Linked DNA regions of Mus musculus: region 2 is linked to region 1. A link is a contact called in public Micro-C data. All regions are on one chromosome and are shown on one strand. The core of a region is the stretch at or near the end of the contact, and the rest is flanking DNA. Distances in the headings are between cores, read along the strand shown.

What was found. A called contact is a pair of places that touch in the nucleus more often than the background predicts.
Region 2: a contact with region 1 is called in a Micro-C map of muscle stem cells, with 10 times the contacts expected there. The contact joins the enhancer-like site here to the promoter of Nmnat3 in region 1. A contact is called at or near these places in 1 of 39 promoter capture datasets (macrophages), 16 of 484 Hi-C or Micro-C datasets (CD4 T cells, CD8 T cells, the MNK3 cell line and 8 more), 7 of 115 datasets of contacts at active chromatin or transcription factors (CD8 T cells, bone marrow-derived macrophages, effector CD8 T cells and 3 more) and 2 of 9 other capture datasets (adipose tissue and pancreatic islet).

What each region holds. Positions count from the first base shown.
Region 1 is chr9:98,295,159-98,297,960 of GRCm38.p6, reverse strand. Nmnat3 (nicotinamide nucleotide adenylyltransferase 3) reads right to left here and starts at 1,391. Exons shown (of 5, transcript NM_144533.3): 1 at 981-1,391. It overlaps Gm46126 (a long non-coding RNA gene), which reads left to right. Exons shown (of 2, transcript XR_001779264.2): 2 at 582-764.
Region 2 is chr9:98,336,842-98,339,643 of GRCm38.p6, reverse strand. The region is part of intron 1 of Nmnat3 (nicotinamide nucleotide adenylyltransferase 3); the gene reads right to left. Among named protein-coding and RNA genes, the nearest start is that of Gm46126, 39 kb to the right of the region's middle. Within about 2 kb of position 1,348, at least 57 of the 459 cell types and tissues checked have an H3K27ac peak or open chromatin away from gene starts, as enhancers often do. A contact at or near this core is called in the MNK3 cell line, adipose tissue, memory CD8 T cells and 1 more, where this site is marked.

The sequences.
Region 1 (2,802 bases), core at 142-2,641:
TTAGAGAACAGGCTGTATTGTGAGAGTTTACTCATCTGTCAGAGGGGAATGTACTAAGGCGGGGGGGGGGGGGGGGGAAGCTTACTCTGAGACAGACACCTCAAGTTCAGTCTTGAGGAGCAGAGATACCTTCACCCCTGCTGTGCCCGCTGCTGTCTGAACAGCTCTGGCAGCTGCTTCCCACAAACCCATTTCCTGGTAGTACAAGCAGTCCCATCTTAGAACAGTGGCTTAAGAAACTGCCGAGGCAAATGCCCTGATCAAAAGCAACTCGGGTAGGAAGCCTTTATTTGCCTTGCTCTCCCAACGTCACAGTCCCATTAATGATAGAAATCCAGGCAGGGGCTGAAGCTGAGGCCATGGAGGACCACTGCTTCCTGGCTTGTTCTCCAAGGCTTGCTCAGCCTATTACAACTAAGGACCACCACTGGGGTGGGGGACGTGGGAAAGGGTGTGGTGGAATCCCCCACTGTGGGCTGAGCCCTCCTACATACATCAGTAATCAAGAAAATGCCCCCACACCCTTTTGGTCAGGTTAGTCTAATGGTGGCATTTAAAAACTCCAAGTTCTCTCTTTCCAGATGACTCACTTGTTGACGTCGACTAACTAGGACAGGAACTCGCAGGCACCAGCTCTCTGCAGGACGATCCCAAGGGAACCTCCTTCCCAAGCCTTACTTTATGTCTGGAATTCCGTCATTCACGGGGTAGCTTTAGCTCCAGCAGGTTTTGCTGACGGGAAACGTAATAAAACTTCTCCAGCACCCTGCGCTTTTATTTACTTATCTTAAAAATTATCTCCACAGCTCCTACTAATTTGAACTGTCATACTTTAATGTGTGTGGTTTGCCTTTGCTGGAGGTCTCCTCGCTAGTCTGTGCTCTGCGGGGCAGCACGCTACACGTGACAATCGCTGGAACCCCACTTAGGCCAATAGAAAGAGAACACTGAACAATACGCTGTAATTGTCACACACTTACTTTTAACTGACTGTAAACGTGCTGCAGGGGGGATCCGAACCCGTGTCAGCTCGAGCCAATCGGTCAGAAAAGTGACCGTGGGGCTAGCGTGGTTCTGCGCTCCACAGCCATCTGACTCTGTCGTGCGCGCGCGCGCCCGAGTCGCCGCCCCCGAGAGTCACGTGGGCCTGGTAGGTACGCGGGGACTCAAGGCTTCGTGGACACCCACGCGGGCGAAGCAGGCAGCCAAGGTCGCTGGCTGTGCTTACCTGCGCGTCGCGGGGCTCCGCTCAGAGTCAACAGGGACCGCGGATCTGCTGCTCGACCAGGATGGGTCACCCCGCAGATCGCCCTAAGACTAACTAGTCTTGACCCAGGCTGGGGGCGGAGCCGCGAGTGAACTTGACCTTGCGCTCCCAGCTTCCTGCTGTGGGCGGAACTCCCGGGAGACAGAGCGGAGCTTTGCCCCGCCCCCTCAGCGACCTAAGACCACGCCCCGTGCCCCGCCCCCGCTCTTCAGGTCCTCAGTAGATTGTCATCTGTGGCCTTTCTGCTCTGTGTTTTCATTTTTTACTTTTTTTTTTAGTTTTGTATTCTGTTTGTTTCTTTCATCTAACTTTCACTCTGGTTTTTAAAAGCCTGAATTAAAACCATATCAAGCAATGTATGAACAGTTCTTAAAGTATAAAATAGCTACTTACAATGAAAGAAACAAGCCCCTCCTGTTCTGCTCTACCTAGAGCCCTTTTTCATCAGTCCCTTCCTTGGATGGTCACTTTTTGTCGCAAAAAAAAAAAAAAAAAAAAAAAAAAAGAAAGAAAGAAAGAAAAAGAGCTTACATAGCGATTTCTTGATTTATCTATTGACTTTCTGCCATGTTAGATGAGGATTTACTCTTCCTGGGCCCCTGCTTCCCTCTTCTGACACATTTACACCTCTATTCTCCAGCTCTGCCTTGGTGAGGATAAAGGTTGTGGGGGGATGGGGTTCTGAAGCTGGCACAGTTTGGGGGAGGGGAAAATGGGGGCTATTTTAGAAAGAAAATACAATTAGGACTTTCTGGCAAGTATATTCATTCATACTAAGAAATTGCAACCGAATCCTTGGAGATTCAGGACCTACTCCCGGAGGTCTTTGTGTAATTTAGAACCTTAATTTGCCTCGCTAATGCAGAGTAGTTTCTCAGCCTCCCATAACCCTCTATAACTGCCCAGCCCTCACAAGAAGCTTCACCGTGGCCTGTCAATCCTAATGGAGTGAGTTGCAGGGTGGGGGGAAAAATCAAGGGTGATGTCAAGGCTTGTGAATGCTAAACATTTAAGCTCCCCCCTCCTCCTAGCCACAGTGATAAATCAACTCCTGGGTGGAGAGCTAGCTCTGGACCCAGTTTCTATCCCCAGTCTCCCATGATATTCCCAGGCTCTTAGGAAGGGCCACACCTTTGCCATTAATCAGTATGTGGGCACACAGGTAGCCCCACTAAGAAACCAGGGAAAAGATACCTCCCCACTCAGGCAGTAGACCCTGTGCCCTTTGCGTTTCTTCTGGGAAACTTAGGGTACAATGCACCTCCATAAAGTGACCCCAAGCAAGCAGCTTTACCTACTCAGGTTTCAGTTTCCTTCCCTGTAATCAGTAGAAACAACCCTCTACCTCGATGGCTTTGGAGGAGGTTCAAGCAGCACGATAGTAGCTAAGTGTACAGTGTCCTTTGGATAGTTTCTTACTGATGCCAGCAGCGTAGGTGGTGTGTCACAAAATTTGGAGGCATCTGTGAGCATATGTAGTGTACACACTCCTACAGGTTGGTTTACTTTCATAAATTAACCAAAGGCCAAGTCTT
Region 2 (2,802 bases), core at 99-2,598, 42 kb before region 1:
TCAGAACGTCTGCTTTGCTTTGCTAAGTAAACCACTGCTTAATCTGTCTGGCGAGGCATGGTGGCATGTTCCTTTAATCCCAGTACTCAGGAGGCAGACGCAGGTAGAGCTCTGTGTGTTCTAGGCCATCCTGGTCTAATTGCAAGTTCTAGGACAGCCGGAGCTACATAGTGAGACATTTCTTGAAACAAAACAAAACAAAACAAAACAAAACAAAACAAAACACCACAAACTGTCTATGCCTTTTGGGATTGAACCTAGGACCCTGTGTTTGCTAGGCAAGTGTTCTACCACGGAGCTACACATATTTACCCTAGTCTGTGTCTCTTAACTGATTTTTTTCTTCCAGAAGACGTGAAGCAAGAGGCCTCCGTAATAGCAAGATGGTACCACGTAAAGTCTGCTCTTGCCCTCCAGGTGTGGTCCACAGGAGAACAAACAGTGCTGACATCAGGCAGAGTGGAGTCTTGGTCCCTGCCTGAGACTCATTCTCTTTCCTGTCAGTCACTGGATCCTTCCCACTGACTGGACAACCACTACCTTTCCCAGTTGCCTCGGCAGCAGGGGGAGGCTGGATTACTGTCTAGAACACCTCCAGGAATATTCTTTTGGGGGCTGAGGGGGAAAGAGAGACTGAATGTGATTTTCTGAGCACAGTGACCCATGCCTGTAATCCCGGCGCTCAGAAGGCTGAGGCAGTGGGATGATGGGTTTGAGGCTACCTGGATCACATTGCAAGACCCACATTGCAAGACTTCAGTTACATGGGGGGACCCTGGCACTATACAAAGCAAAGCACAAACAAACCAATAAACGCATGCAGCTCCCAGCCTTCCTTCTGCTGCCTACAGCGTGAGGGCTAGAGTATAGCAGCTAATCCGGATGCCGAGGACAAGGGCCAGCTCCAGGTGGGCAGAGAACACACTAAGAGAAAACCCGAACCTAGTGATCACACTGGCCTGAGGCTGCTAACGCCTTAGTGTCTTCTCCCTGGAGGAGACGTACTCTTGTCAGCAGCCTAGTTTTCTTCCTTTTTCCTCTTACATGAGATGGAGCACGATTCTAACCGAGTGAGTCATAGCTAAAGCATGTTGATCTAAGTAGCATAAAATTTCACATTTCTGCAGCCTTGATTAAATTCATGTTATATGCAGTAACTCAAGTGCATATCATTTGCAAAAAAAAAAAAATGCACCTATGGCAGGGGGTGGGGGGAGTGCACTGTAACTTAATTTCTTATATGAATTTTTCATGGATGGAAAAAGTCCTTACGCAGGACTATGGAAACCTGAAATACGCAGAGGCAAGTCTGTTCCTGTGTACACCGCAGAAACCAGACACTGCCCCACTGCCTCCCCCAACACAGACTCATTACACAGCGCTGTTGCTCTCTGTTTCGAGTGGGCATTTGCCATATGGCTTGGTGGGTTAATCATTTCCTGGTACTTGACAAAAACGAAGCACAGTCATTTTGCAAGGAGCTCCTGCTCCTAGATGGGTCTTTTCCAAATAACAGCTGTGCCTCAAAATTGAGTTACTCAATTTGCAATTTGTGGACACAATACTCAAACATTTACAAGTGAGCAAAACCTCAAGCCACTTGGGCTATTTCCAGACATCAGAGACGATGAAAGGGTTTAGCAATGTTCCGAGGGTTCAGCTGTCCACAAGCTCCAGCCAAAATCTTAGAACCACCAGAGCCTTTGGGCAGTAGTCATGTTTGATAGGAGGTCATGATGAGGGTTACCATCAATTGAGGGAGAGAAAGAATACCAGAAATATCTGGCTTCAAAGCCCACAGAATAAACTTGTATGTCTTTCTATCTACTCTGAGCCACATTTATGCAGATGTTACCAGGACGCACATCTCTGGTCTTAATACTGCTTATAGGTACCTACAGGTCCATACCAACTTGATAACTAGCTAGACTGGCATGGACTCAAAATTAACAACTTTCTAGTCGACTTACTTTGAATGACTGTCCACTAAGAGAAGACAGGTACATTACATTAGCAAACACCCCTACATTTTAAAGTAGAATTTGTTTCTTATTTATACACTCATTCCAAGCAGCTCAGAACTCCACTCTCTCTATATTTATTTCTTAAACCAGGACTCAAAAGAGGAGAACCTTGAGTAGAGCCAGCCCCTGTCGGGGTGCCAGTCTGGGGATATAAGGGGTAGGAAAGATGACCTGTGTCCCGCCAGAGCTCCAGGGCTCTAGGCGGGCGGATGTGAGAGACTGCTATGGGACACCACGGAACTGCTCAGGGACAGAGAACAAAGTGAGGGGCTCAGTCAGTCCTGGGGATGAAGGGAGAAGGGGCAGGGGGGAAAGAGCACTGGGTGGTTCCCTCTTGGGTGAGTGGTGGAAACGCTGAAGGCCTTCTTGCGGGAGATAAGACTTGACTCTTTAAGGGAAGGTCTATTCCATTGCTCCAGCACAGCAGGTTTCGACAATCCATGGTTTTAGAGCTATATTATAGAAAACAGAGAGAGGGAAAAGGTAGAGAAGTAGAGGCCTGCCATGGCCATGTGGGGAGAGGGAGGGGGAGAGAAGGAGCAAGAGGGCTAGAGAGAAAGCAAGAGAAGCAAGAGAGGCAAGAGAGGCAAGAAAGAGAGGAGGGGCCAAGCAGCCCCTTTTATAATGGGCTGGGCTACCTTGCTGTTGCAGGGTAACTGTGGAGAGTGGAGTCTGGACAGCCTATGTCACTGATGGCCACATAATGATGGAATTGAGGGTTCATGGTGTCAGGCGTTTGTGTCTGGAGGCGTAGCTCACTGTTTTGTCCCTTGCAGAA